Linked DNA regions of Mus musculus: region 1 is linked to region 2. A link is a contact called in public promoter capture Hi-C data. All regions are on one chromosome and are shown on one strand. Each heading gives the region's core, a stretch centred on a gene start, on an enhancer-like site or on the middle of the called end of the contact. The rest is flanking DNA. Distances are from core to core; before and after follow the strand shown. Region 1 holds the start of 4930579P08Rik (RIKEN cDNA 4930579P08 gene). Region 2 holds the start of Lgr5 (leucine rich repeat containing G protein coupled receptor 5).

Region 1 (6,764 bases), core at 1,154-3,653, 1.1 Mb before region 2:
GAGATCCCAGAGAGACAAGGGAAAGGGACTGGAGTTTTAAGTGGAAAAATAGTAATTTTAGAGGCATTACCTCACTCAGAATTTGTGAGAAAGCAGAACAAGACCCTTAAGCCATGTAGCCAGAAGCAATGCCCAAACTCCCCTCGTGTGTCTGCTGTGGATGGGACATCCAGCAATGTCCCAGTCCCTCTCCCAGTCCCTCTCCCAGTCCCTCTCCCAGTCCCAGTGGCATTCAAGCCCCAGGACAGCTGCTACCTTGAAGGAGCCAGATGTCTCTGCCCACACTTGCTGGCAAACACCTTTCCCCTCTAGCAGCCCTGTTCCTGTGGCTTTACTGTCACTATCCCAGTCACTGCTCCACCCTTATGGTGACGGTGACAAGACAACACAAAGCAGGTGACCCCTGGGAAAGGCACTTGGGTTGCCAGTCTGGTGGCGTTATATCAATGAGCAGCTAGCTGGCCATTATATAGAAAGATACATCTCATGCCGGTGGCAACTGTGGGATAAGCAGAGAGAAGTCACCTGCTTTAGTTAGACTTTGTGCTTCTGATATCTGGGTCCTACACGCCAGCAGAGAGAGGTGGCGGGTAAAGTTTGTTCTCCTTTGCTGCTGTGTTAGGAACAGTGACTTCAATGGCGTCTCAGGACCTCTTCTGGGTACTAAAATTGATTGACAGAAACAATAAAATGATGGGTGTGCTCTTCAATTGATATCTCAAGTTTATGGAGTCTGTCTTACAATACAGCAATTTGCAGTGTAGATACTAATATTGAGTTTCCCTCTGATAACCTCCACTCCTTACACACACACACAATCACAACCACAATACACACTTACTATTTGAGTGTGTGTGTCTTCCTCTCTATCGGTCTGTCTCTCTCTGTCTCTCTGTCTCTGTCTCTCTGTCTCTCTCTCTGAGTCTGGCATATAGCTTTTCTGATGTACCAATGGGAACAAAGACTCAGATTCATGCAGTGTTTTTGATGAGTTCCTACGGCCGTGTATTTACAGTGATGAGCTTTTTCTGAACCCCAACTCAACAAGCACGACTTGACTAAGAAGTTGGGAAGATTTTTCTTGGTTTCGCTGGTCTTGAGCTCCACCACTGGGCAGAGGGGAACCTTTGCTGTGCCTTTCTTTCACTGTCCTGTGGGCACCTTTGAGTCAGGCCCACTTGAGAAGGCAGCTGTTCCAATCAGGGTGTGGATCTTTCCACAAACACTTGTCATCTCCCGATTGCTTGGAGACAGAGGCAGAATGAGATGAAACAGGGAGGGGGAAGGGCACGTGGACGGGAGACTGAAAAAGCTGTTAAATGGAGAGAGGACACTAAGGGAACGAATTTTCTTTAGCTGTGTTCACAGGAGTTTCTCACGTGATACATTCGTGTCTCCCCCCCACTCTCTCTGTAGCACTGGGCTAGTTATGTGCACTGTGGCACTTCACACCCGAAAAGCCTTTTGTGTAGGTATTGTAATCTCTGTCTTTCATAGATCCAGAAAGCCATCTGTTTATTAAATTCTAATTCACACACTCCTCCAGAGAAGTTCCCCCCTACCTTGCCCCCCCCTTCTCTCTCTCTCTCTCTCTCTCTCGAATGGAACCATGGAATCCAGGGACTTAGATGTGTGAGCCAAGCTCTCTACCACAGAGAGATATTCCTATTCTTTTCACCTTTTGATTTTACAGATTTTTGGGCTTATTTTGAGACAATGTTGCTAGGTCACCTAGGCTGACCCCGAAACTCACTCTGTAGCCCAGGCAGATCTGGCACTTTCAATCCCCCTGCCTCAGCCTTCCAAGTAGCTAAGATTACAAGTCCCCACATCTGATGGAGAGCTGGCTCAGCGGTTAAGATCACTGTCTGCTCTTCCAGAGGTTCTTAGTTCAATTCCCAGCAACCAAGTGGTGGCTCACAACCATCTGTAATGGGATCTGATGCCCTCTTCTGCTCTTCTGATATGCAGGTCTACATTCAGTTAAAGCACTCATTAAAAAAAAAATTAAAGGAAAAAAAAAACGTACAATCAAGACTATCAGGCCTGGCTTGGGGTGGGAGTGGGGTGGGGTGTCCCCCTTTCTAAGAATACATAGAATTATACTCTATTTGAGACCAAGCTGCGAGGCTTCTCCTTAGGATGCAAATTTTGGGAGAGGGATGGTCTAGTTTTGGCTCCAGAGCAGACAGGTTCATCCCACCTTCGGGCAGCTGGAGCTGCTGAGCAGAAAGACAGACAATCTGGTCTAAAGAGTCCTTCACAGTGTGTGTGGGAGCTCGCCATTACAAGCAAAGAGAAGGCAAAACAAGGAGCAGAAGGCACAACTGGGTCTGAGATATAGACAGCTGTTGGACCAGGCTGCAGACATCCTGTGTACACAGACCTGGACCTCTACAGCGCAGGCGCGGAGCCAACCGCCTCATCCCACCACCCCCCCCCCCCCCGCACCCCCCTATCCCCACCCCCCACCCCCGCCTCCTAGCTTGGTCTACCTAACTCTTCAAGTCCTGCTCTGGCAATTCCTTCCCGTTCCTCCTCCCTCTCCAGTTTCTGTCACAGAGCCAGCCTGAAAACAGGTATGAGGTGGTGGGTCAGGTTCCATGAAGGAGTTGTATTTATTAGGCCACCCGCAGGGTAAGGGACAGCCTGAAGAGGGAAGCCCAGCTAAAGCAGGTTCCCACAGGAGTAAGGCGCAGGCTCACCTTGAACAACACACTACCTTCAAGGCCAATTAGATGGGAGGGGGTCTCCTGTAGCACCAACCTCCCGTGGAAAAGGCTTCCCTTTCCCTATGGAGGCCACGGGTTCATTCTGAGGGCTCCACTAGTCAGTGTGAAAGACAGAAAGGATCTTTATGAACTACAAACAGAAACGTGCATCACCGGGCTTAAGTCAAAAAAAGAAAAAGAGAGAATCTAGACATTTCTTACAGAGAACACAATTACAACATCTCTTTCTGATGATGAAAGTATCGCTTTGTTCAGTTTGAAAATAACTAAAATAAATAAATATACAATACTCTTATAATTCTTATTCTGGGCAAACAACATCTTTGGGTAACTTCCTTTTCCCCTTAAACTGAAGGAAGCAGCAGTGTGATTGGCCGCTGAACCGTCTGCTAGTCTTACTACTTTGTGTCTAACATCTCTTCTTTCAAGCTGAAGTTGTTTCCTGATTTTTCTTCTCCCACCTACAGCAGCCACAGGTCGCTTTTCCCTCCCAACGGGTCCGGCTGGCTGTGTGTTCTCATCTGTTAGCTAGAAGGGGCGCGTTTGTCTTTCTAATACTCTCTCAGATCTTTTGGGGTGTGCGGAGTTTGTGCGCTTGGAGTTTTTGGCCCTTCTTGCCCTCAGCCTTCATTCCTAAGCTGCCGGCACTTTTCTGCAGCCTACAGTCCCCGTGTGAAGCTAGCCTTGAACTTATTCTCTTGGGTTGCCAGCCTATCATTTCCGCAAAGCTCACGGCAGGAGAATGCCCAGTACTTTCAGTATCTTTCACTGGAGGTGTAATCTGAACGAGCTGACTGAGAGCAGCCCTTGTTCAAGTGAGTGTTGGCATCCTCTTCTCCCCCGGCGCCCCACTCCCAAACCCCAGCAAGTCAGGCTTCACAAGGAGACGCAACAAGGACTGTGGAAAAATGGAGAGAGAAACTGAGCTGCAATCCCACAGTCCCAAACAGTTCATGAAGTGCGCGCTTGGAGAGAGAGAGCCACAAGGCCCCTGGGAGCCTTTGTTTTTCCGAAAGCAGGAAGGTGTCGGAATTCTAACTGAAAAGTCTAGCTGAGCTGGATGGGGGAGGGTAAACTGACTCACTGGAAGCCCTTGGTGGCAGAGGAGGAACAGAAGAAATAGAAAATGTCTGTGGATCTTGAAAGATGACAAGGCAAAATTCAGGGAGCGTAAACCAACACCTGGCACCTGAGCTTGAAGCGGGCAACAGCATTAGCTAAGTAACGCGGCGCTTCTGAGAGGGCAACTTTGTATGGAAAATGAAATCATGCCAGGACAGACCTTTTTAGTGTGTGATGGACTGGATGTCCACGTTTAGCAAATGCAAGCTAAACAGGATGACGTCCTGCACAGGAGATGCGGGAGGAAGCTAAAGCTTACAGCTTGCACCCTGCATGTCACATATGACGGACGTCACTTAGACCCAGAACCGAGAAGATAGAAAAGGCTCTTAGCAAAAGTCAACAAGAGATGGGATGGACAGGGACCATCTGACAGGAATTTAAAGCAGCCACCAGGAAATTGCTTTAGCAGGGAATTACGAGCTAACGAGAAAACAAACACAGCAGAAAGTTTGAGAGAAGTGAAAAGGAGGAAGAGGAAGAAGGGGAACCTTACAACTGAAAAAGTGGAAAAAATAAACCCTGTTAATTAAAAATATGAAAATGAGATAGACAATTTTAAAAACAAAATACAAATGACCACTTACATGAAAACGTACCCAGCCTCACTAATCACAAGCAAATCAAAACCACAATGAAATGTCACCTTAGTTGGAAAGGTTACCTCCCTCCCCCAAAGAGACAGAAAAGAATGAACATTGGTGGATGAGAAAGGCGAGTCCCATACACACACTGTTAGTAAAAATTAATAAATACCACCATTACATTGTGTGACACAGCAGGTCCCACTACCCACAGCACATCTAAAGGAACTGAGACTAACAAGTGAATGAGAAATCGCTGCCATGTTTACTGTGGCAATATTCACAATACCCAGGACATGGAATCAAGCTAAATGTCCACCAGGAAATGGACAAAGTGAAGAACGTCATATACACAATGGAATATTACTCAATCATGAAAAAGTGAAAAAGCTGCTGTGGGCAGCAACATGGAACCAAAGGTCACCCAGTGAACTAAGTCAGTAATAGAAAGACAAATGCTTTCATTTAAACATGGATGCTGAAAAGCTGATCTCAAAGGAGCAAAGGCTAGGATAGTGGTTAACAAAGCCTGGGCAGGTTGGATGACACTGGACAGGACACAGAGGATTCCTAACTGGTACAGGGGTGACCCTGAGTAGAGGCAGCATCCAATGTTCTATAGCACGATAGCACATTGTAAGTTCTATGGGATAGCCATAGTGACAGCAATTCACTGAATATTTCAAAATAATAGCATATTCCCAGCAAAAAGGTAAATTAATATTTGAGGTGATGGTTCTGCCAGTTATCCAGTCCTGATCAGTACCTACTTATGTATTAAAACACTATACTATACCCCATTGATACATGTATCACAGTGTGCCATTAAAAATAGAACTGAAACAATTTTAAATACTTACTGGATATAATCAATAATTGAATGAATAGAACATAGGAAAATGTTTGAGAACTCGAGATGGGAAAAGCAGAAGTTGCATAACTTGAGCAACAGGGAGCCCTAGCTATCTGGATGTAATGTGACCTAATGTGACAGATTTAACCTTGGTACAGTAGACTTCCGCAGGCAGGGCGGGGTGGGGGCAGGGCAGGGCGGGGCAAGGGAGGGGGAACAGCATGGCAGAGGAAAGGTGCTCAAGTAAGTAATGGCCAAAAACTCCCCTAAAGCCAAGATCAGGAAGGTCAGTGGATCTCAGATGAAAAAAATCCACGTCTTCCTCACATTTAGTCAGGTGAAAGAGAAGTCATGAGCTTTCTAAATTATGTTGGATGGTTGATTAAATGTCTCTAACGTTATCTAGTGCTGTTCTTAACATATGCAATGGAAATAGGAAAGATGATGATTCTATGAAGAGGGTGATAAAACCTTAGGGGAAAAAAAAAACTCAGCTGGGCATGGTGGTGCACGCCTTTAATCTCAGCACTCGGGAGGCAAAGGCAGGTGGATTTCTGAGTTCGAGGCCAGCCTGGTATACAAAGTGAGTTCCAGGACAGCCAGGGCTATAGAGAAACTCCGTCTCGAAAAACCAAAAAACCAAACCAAACAAAACAACAACAACAACAAAAAAACCTCTATTTTTTGATTGATTAAATTTAATTGATTTTCATACACATATACAGGGCATTCCATTCACTCTCACCTCCTCCCTTTCCTCATTTCCTGCTCACCCCTGCCATTACCCCCATCCTCCCCACAGGTCCCCTTTCTATACCCACATCTTTTTGCTTTTTTTAAATGACCCACTGATTTTAACTAGGACCCTGCCTATGGCCACCGGTTTGGAGCTAGACAATAGTGCTCAATGGGAGCAAGATTTGGTCCATAGCTGAAGACAAGGACTTCCCAGCCCTAGAGTCTATCAGTCATAAATAGTTCAACAGGGAGGGGTGAAGTCTCATGAGCCCCTCCATGTTCATATTGGCTGCTTGACAGGCCCCATCTTGTGCAAGCAACCATAGCTGCTATGAGATCATAATTGTAATGACTGAGTCACGCCATGAAGATAGGATTTTGCAGCCCTTGCCCGTGTGGTATCATGTGACCTCGCTGCAGCCTTAGTTCTGGACATACAGTGTGTGTTGTGCACCTTGCACTATGCAGAATGTCACAGCACTGAATGCAGCCTGAAACAATCATGTATTATGTGTGTTATGGGTTGCAGTGTTTTTGCTGGACAAGCACCATTCCTGCTCTTATAGAAACATAATGGCCTAATTACATAAAGAGAAAGCTTTTAAAATATTGTTCTGCTATCACTCCTAGCACATAAGAATCAAGTTTGAAGATCCTTGCATTATGTTATGTGAGAATGTTGGAGTCACTGATCTGAGTTTCATAAAAAGTTGTTTAAGGAAGTATGATTTGATT
Region 2 (7,770 bases), core at 2,943-5,442:
CAAAATGAGCGAAAGAATGTGTAGTGTCACACACCACTGTCCTCTCCTTTAGAACATATGGATACAGTTAAAGGTTGCCTTTATGTCTGATAAAAATCAAAGACAGATTCAATTGATTTCACATAATGGGCTATTTCAAAGTAATGAATTAGCTGAACTAATGCTTTCTCACAAAATAAATAATCCCCCAAAGAAAATAGATCTTTATTCTTAAATCCTCCTCCTCCTCCCTTCTCAATTAATTAGACGTTGTTGGTAAAAGGAAGTTAAGACGTTCGGCATTAGCCTGATTATATCATGAATGTAAAATGAGGAGGGCAAATAACGGGCTCTATACTCTTTCAAACAAGTTAAACAAGTCCATAATAGCCCACCAGTTGTGTAAACACTATTTCACTATTCTTGTAAAAGAAATATTGACTTACCTGCTAGCTAAAATTATCCCAGCATGCTTCGGCTAAGCTTGTTAGTAATTCTCATGACACACATGAGTGTTTTGAGTTGTGGACTTCCATTAAAGATTAAAGAACTGGGGAAACATTCCTTTAGCCAACCCAGAAAGTAGAACACGTTCCAGACTACACCTTGCTGGCATCAAGGAACTTGAAGAGAAGGGTCTAAAGAAGTGACTTCCACTCTAGTACGAAATGTTCCATTACTCAGTAGCTCATTAATACTGACATACTTTCCAAAATCATAAAGAAAACCATAAAGGATATTAAATGAGTCTAGCTTCACCCTACTAACCTTATTATCACATAAAAGATAGAGTGCCTCTCTTTAACTCCAATAGGAGAGAATCCAGAATATACATATATATGTATATGTATATGTACATATGTATATGCATATGTATATGCATATATACACACACATATAGGTATATACATATATATACACTGATATATGTGAATATTCATATATCAGAATATATTAGAATATATGAGGATATTGGTGTGTATGAAAATATATAGTTATATATATATATAAATTTATATTTATAATAAACATAAGGTTCTATCCAGGTTCTAAAGTTACCAGGAAAAGGGCACAATTCTTGGGATAGGACAAAGACTCGGGTCCAAAACCCAACATAAAAACTGACATTTCCCATCCTTAAATGTCAGGTGAAAATGACATCATCCCTGAATCCTACAACCTCGTATGTGACTGTGTATGTGTCACTCTAAAGGCCCAGTCAATGCTATTGCTCATTACCAGTCAATTTGAAACGTTTATAAATTAGATGCTATTTTCAAGAAAGCAGAGATCATTCTCGAAAGTCTTATTGAAACTTTCCTTTTGGGTGTGAGACATTTGATTTTGCTGTGTTTCGTCTTTTGGTGAAACTTAAGTCATCCACATACATCTCTACTCAAGAAATAAACTTCCCACCAGCTGTAGAATTCCCTTTGTGAACTCTTTCACAGGGTTGTCAAGAGCTTTAAGAACCATCAGGCCCTCTGAAGTCCTATGCTTTCAAGGTTTCTACTGAGCTGGGTTGTAAATTGGCCATGGGGGGATTCTTACTCACTGAGTCAAGCAACTAGCAAAACTATGTGTTCATGCACTTGGGGATGGGAGCAGAAGGATTTAGATTCAGGCGACCTTAAAAATTTACTTCTAAGAATCCATTTATTGCCGGTGAGATTTCTCTATAAGGCAGAAGCTGAACCTTCTCTGAACTCAGAATGTTAGTCTTAGAGCTTATGGAGTCAGAGTGAGGGTCCTCTGACTCCAGGATCCACAACAATCCTCCAATCAGACCCAGGCCACTCTCCTGGGGTCAGCTATAAGGCTGACCAATTCAAAGTCTGGGAGGCAGCTCCAAAAGGAGAATTATGGAGTATTCTTACCAATGGGAGGTAAATGTTGAATATGCAAAATGGAGAGAGGAAGGGAGGGGGAAGAAGGGGAAAAGAAAAATAGAAGGACGATGTAATTGATGCCCCCATCTTTATTTGACATATCTGTCTTCCTGTTTTATCAAATCAGAAACTTTTCTGCCCCAACTTCGTGTGTTAACAAGCTTCAACACTGCCCCCCCCCCCAAAAAAAAAAAAGAAAGAAGAGGAAAATCACTGATGGCTTGTAAATTTGGCATGGGCCAAGTTCCAGACACTGTAACATCTAGAACAACCAAGATAAATAACACCTCCACCACTTTACCGGAATGGTTACTGAGACTTGGCTCATTTGGGGTCTGCGATCAAGCACCATGAAGCTGGAAGAATCTAGATTCACATGCAGTTCTACCCGACCCACTCCACGGCAACGCTATGCTCCTTTGGGTAACACTGACATCAAAGGGCGTTGTTTGGTGCTTTTAAACAGATTGTGGGCACAACCATTTCTGCATGCCTAGACCCTTCCCTCAAAGGGATCAAGCTAAAGTTGATTAAACACTTGAGATAAATGATCCTTGAGTAAAGAAAGGTAACTAAGGTCTAGGACACTGCAGACATCTCCGATTGTATCCCTACAGGTACCCATGCAATCCACAGAAAGAGTGAGAGTCTCCAGTTCCATTTTTTTAAATGGAAGGAAAATAGGTAATGAGTCAGCATTGTCTAAGTGTGGATGGAATGGCTGAAAAAGACAAAAACCAGTGAGAGTGGGCAGAGGACAGGCGCAGTGGGTGTATTGTGAATGAGAGAGGAGGTAAGGGAAAGAACACAGTGAGGGGAATGCATTGGCTTCCCAGAAACCAAGTCTAACTCATGGCATGGTTCTCCATGGAACTACTCTTCCCAGATCCTAGGCTGTGATTTCTTCCCTTAATAAATGAATAAGATGAGAAAGACCATGACTGCGCTCTGCAAGTGTGTGTGTGTGTGTGTGTGTGTGTGTGTGCATGTGTGTGTGTCCGTCCCCCAAACCTTATCAAGGAGAAACACAAACTTACTGAAAACAGGCCTCACCCAACAAAAATCCATACTCGGACTATAGGTTCAAATGAAATAATATAAGTTCATAAATATGCATGTATCCGTATATGGCTATATCAGGCAGGTGAAGAGGCAAGTTTAGGAACCACTCCTAGGACTAAAAGGTGATAAATATGTCACATAAAGGAAAGTCTTCCTGCTTTTAAAATTCAGTTTCTCAGATAAATTCCACTGGACAGACTAAGAATCAAATCTAGGTGGACTTGAATGCCAAAGGGCTACCGGACTTCCTGTGGTCCAGAGGGGAAAGTTGGCAAAGTAGGCTTGGCCTGAAATCCACAGCTGTTCGCTCAGGTGTGGTCGACTTTTACTTCACTGAGGTCTAGTTCCAAAAGGGGGGGAGGGAAAAAGGGAAGAGGAGGGAGGGAGGGTGGGAGGGAGGGAGAGTGAGAGGGAGGGAGAGAAGAATGGAGGGGGGGAGGGAGAACCAAATCTTCAGGTTCTTCTTTCTTCTCATCCTTTTTCCCAGCAGAATTCCCTGTTGGTGTGTAAGAACTTCCTTCTTTCATTAGTGTTCTTCCAAGGTGTCTGAAAGGAGGCCTAGGAGACTCACCTGAGTGGGGTGGCTCTTGGTTTTAAGATCCCTCCACAAGTGAACAGCGTGAGAATATCACCCCCACCCCGAGGCCGCTGCCTTTTTAAAGCCAGTTTGCTTCCCTGGTCCAGGGTGAATTGGGAGGACCCTGGAGTACCAGCTTACTAGTTTTATTTGTTTAGCGATTTCTTTGAGGCTTTGATAGTTGAGCAAGAGGGAGCCAGACAGCGCCCTGATGGAAGGATCAAAAAGGCCACCCATCTTCCCGGGGGACTCCTGCTCTCCTTCTGTGATGCCAATCTTTCGGATCAGATTTTGGTCCTTTTAACAAGCACTGCATGCATCCCCCTAGGTTATCTGACATGGACCAGAGAAAGCCTGTGTTATCTTTCAGTCCCTAAGTGTCCCCTTAGGTTGTTTTGAAGCAAGTCCCCTTTAGCTTTCACATCTCAGTCGCGGGTACCCAGGAACTGTAGAGGATGGGTGCAGGTGGGGGACCCCTGCCGGGCCCGGGACGCTGGGTGCAGGTACCCACCCATTGGAAGCGCCCAGCACTCCCCAAGACCTCAGGCTGCCAGCCGCCCGCGCAGCCGGGTCCAGGGATGGTGGGAGGGAGGAGGGAAAGCGAGGCCGGGCTCGGGGTGCCTGGAAAGCAGGGCTGCGCTGACGTCACTGGGCGCGCAATTTGGCTGGAGCGCTTTAAAAAAGGAGCGTGCGAGCGGAGATGCTGCTGCACACAGCTCAGACCGCCTGCAGCAGCAACAACGCTCACAGCCACTGCGGCGACTTCAGAGAGAGGGCTCCCGAGGCCGGTGGGACCACGATTCTCTGCGCGGTCCCCACGGGGCTACGACCCGGCAGACGCCCATTGGGGTTGCAGACGTCTGGTGAGCTGCAGAAGCCGGTGGAGAAGAGCCCGGAGCGCCTCGGTTCTGCATCAGCCCCGGCGCTGCCCTCTACAGGCTCCCTGCTCTCTGCTCCCAGTCTCGGGCACCATGGACACCTCCTGCGTCCACATGCTCCTGTCCTTGCTGGCGCTGCTGCAGTTGGTGGCCGCCGGCAGCTCACCGGGACCAGATGCGATACCGCGGGGCTGCCCATCACACTGTCACTGTGAGCTGGATGGCAGGATGCTGCTCAGGGTGGACTGCTCGGACCTGGGGCTCTCGGAGCTGCCCTCCAACCTCAGCGTCTTCACCTCCTACCTGTAAGTGACCCCCCCCCCCGCCTCGCTGCGGGCACCGAGCTCAAAAGGGATGGGGTATAGGTGGGAAACCTCGGCTGGGGCTCCCCACAGGCACACGCCTGCTCCGGAGGGGGCAGGCGAGTTTGCCAAGGGCATTCTGACCAGACCTGTTGTGCCTCCAGAGAAAGGCACGTGTCTCTCTCTCTGACAGAGCAGAGCCTAGCTTTCTGTACCCTGGGAGAAGGAGCTTAAAGCGCACTGGGGCAGAGAGCCGGTGCGCAGGCTGCTTTGCAGTGCCGCGCCTGGCAGGACGCAGGACCAGTCCCTCCGAATGTGCGCATTTGTGTGCTGAGTGGGGGTTTGTGCTCAGGGACCTGGGACCCAAGGGCAGGCTGTCCTATTGCTCACAGGCGCGACCTCTGCGTCTGGGCTGAAAAACTTTCCCTGCAAGAGAAACACAACTTCTTCAACCCCCCCCCCGGGGGGGTGCTGCTCTGCACACACCGCCCCCCCCACACACTGGAGTGTGGTGAAATCTCTTTTCTTTTTTTCTTCCTTTTTTTTTTTAAACAAAGTGATTAAAATGTGGCAACCACAAACCCCCGATTAGAGCTGCCAGAACGTTATCTTTACCTTTGGCTGGCCGAACCGCCCTTTGAAGTGCCGCCGGCCACATTGTAATCTTTAACCATCTCCTCCCCCGCCGCAGCTAAGGGAAGTGGGCTGAAGGCAGCCGGGCGGGTAAACAGGGGCGCCGCTGACATCCAAAGGGGGACCTGGAGCTTTCTATCGGCCCCTGGGAATTGTCCTAGCTTTTCTGCTCCTGCTATGGCGTCCAAATCCCCGACCGTGGAACCAAAGCTGCGGTTCCTTAATAATGTGGTCTCTGAGAAGCCCAGGCGGGAGGGTGACAGGTGGTGGGTTAGATGAGGTGACTCAGAAGCGACTCATCTCTGTGGGACCGAGATAAGTACTCCTCCCGACTCTCCTTCAAATCTGAAGCTCGGTTCCTTGGGGCCCAGAGACCAGGGTCAGGCCACCTTGAGGTAACCCGATCTCCTAACTATGAGGTGAAATAAATTTGTGGTCTTTATTTTTTTTAAAATCAAGACATTTCGCCGAGCCCATTCCAAACCCTGTGTTCCCAGTTTCGGCTTTCTCTGATGTTACCTTGGCAGGAGTTGACTGAAATGGTTGTGAGTTCGGTTTTCCCCCCCTCTGGTTAGGAGTTTTGCGGGAAGAAACACCAGGCTTACACAATGTTCCCCTGCTAGGCAGTGAGTGGTTGTTTTGTTTTGTTTTTCTTCTGGAGACAATGAGCAACAGAAAATATCGTTCGACCTGTTTTGATATTGTGACTTAAGAAAGAGACCAGCCTCCTAGGTTTCCGTGTTGGGCACCTCCGTGTTCCGTGAAACTATTCAGGTCACTCTTATTTGACTGGATAGAACATAATTTTTCCCCACCGGGTTTCCCTTCAGTTGAAATCATTACATGCGGTGATAATTTTTTTAGGGATGGAATTCTGCTCTGGGAAACAAGCGTTCTCTCCGAATTTACATTTCCTTCGGAACAGCTGTCTTACCACAGACTTTAATACGCTTCCCTTCCCCCCAGCCTCCCTAGTTTAACCGCTAACTTCAGTAATTCGAGGGATAATGTGTTCTCCAGTTTGTTTCTGAGATCAGCTTGGTGATTTCTCTTTTAGGGACTACGCTATCCCCCACCCCCACCCCCAACGCTGCGGAAATTTGACTATAGACAAGTGCAGTGAGCAGCCCCCCTCACACACATTGCAAACATATCATATAACATATTACAAAATATGCAAACACGTTGACGAAGTGTCCGGCTTACTTTTTTTTTCCTCCCACGTGAAGGAATGAACATTTGTTGGGCTTATGTTACCAAAAGCCTAAAATTCTTTTTTTTTAAACGCGATTTCCCATATACATCAGATGTATCTAATTGCATCCTGCCTTCTCTGTCTCAGAAGTTACTGCCACCTACTGCCACTGCTTTCTGTCCCTCACTATAGACAATCTCTGAAAGTTAGAATTCAATTAGGAAGGATGCTACTTGATGACACTCTGCACCCCGTGTCTAAGGAAAGGGGCTCTCTGTGCCTTCCGTAACATTAAACTCAGAGTGTCTACACTGGTAGGCTCCTCTCAGGGCTCACGTTTCTGGAGAGGTGAGGACTGGATATAGGAAACTGTCCTGTGAAGAACCTGCCTGTCCTTCTTAACGTGATTTCCTGATCCTCCTCCTCCTCCTCCTCCTCCTCCTCCTCCTCCTCCTCCTCCTCCTCCTCCTCCTCCTCCTCCTCCTCGGCACAAAATTCCAGGAGCAGTGGCGGTATGTCCTTCACCCTGGGTTGAAGATTTGTGTTTGACACCTCGAGGGGCTTCTCCGCAGACTTAGGAGTAAGTGACGCCCTCTTTTGGTTCCCCCTAGTATTACCTGAACATTTCTGCGTCGGATGTCAATTCCTAACCGAGCGCTTCTCCACCTTCCTAAGGCTGAGACCCTTTAATATGGTTTCTCGTGCTGTAGCGACCCCCAACCACAAAATTATTTTTGTTGCTACTTCATAACTGCAATTTTGCCACTGTTATGAATCGTAGTGTACATTCTTTCGGAGACAGAGGTTTGCCGGTGGGGCTGCGGCCCACCTGTTGCGAACCACTGTACATGGGGATTTTTTATTTACTCACATTCAAGTAAATAACCATGTGATTTCTTGTTTTAAGAACTACGTTTTTTGAAACTTTTTAATGGAGCATTAAAATTATGATCTCACCACCCTGGCGCAAAGCAGTAATTGAGTGTGTCGTGATCCATAGGTGAATGGCCTAGAAAGCTGTCTTAGACTGTTTGCAGTAGGGTATCACCATTCATTTAGTCTAAATGGTATCTCCCAAGACCTCTAAAGTAAAAGGATAAATGTTTTGTTGTGCTGTGTTTTACAAACAGATTGTATACCAAGTTCCAGCTGTAAACACTTGCCAGATAGACTAGCCACAATCTGATAACTGACTAATAATCATCATAGGTAAAGGTTTCCTATCCCTCTTCATAAAAGGCGTGGACATTGTGCA

The links. Promoter capture Hi-C pulls out the DNA fragments that hold promoters and counts their contacts.
Region 1: a contact with region 2 is called in a promoter capture Hi-C map of liver, with 4 times the contacts expected there. The contact joins the promoter of 4930579P08Rik here to the promoter of Lgr5 in region 2. A contact is called at or near these places in 2 of 39 promoter capture datasets (hippocampal neurons and liver).

The regions. Positions count from the first base shown.
Region 1 is chr10:116,724,892-116,731,655 of GRCm38.p6, reverse strand. It overlaps 4930579P08Rik (RIKEN cDNA 4930579P08 gene), which reads right to left and starts at 2,403. Exons shown (of 3, transcript NR_131036.1): 1 at 2,204-2,403; 2 at 526-663. 1700030O20Rik (RIKEN cDNA 1700030O20 gene) reads left to right here and starts at 2,479. Exons shown (of 3, transcript NR_045345.1): 1 at 2,479-2,579.
Region 2 is chr10:115,584,202-115,591,971 of GRCm38.p6, reverse strand. Lgr5 (leucine rich repeat containing G protein coupled receptor 5) reads left to right here and starts at 4,192. Exons shown (of 18, transcript NM_010195.2): 1 at 4,192-4,690. The coding sequence starts at 4,479.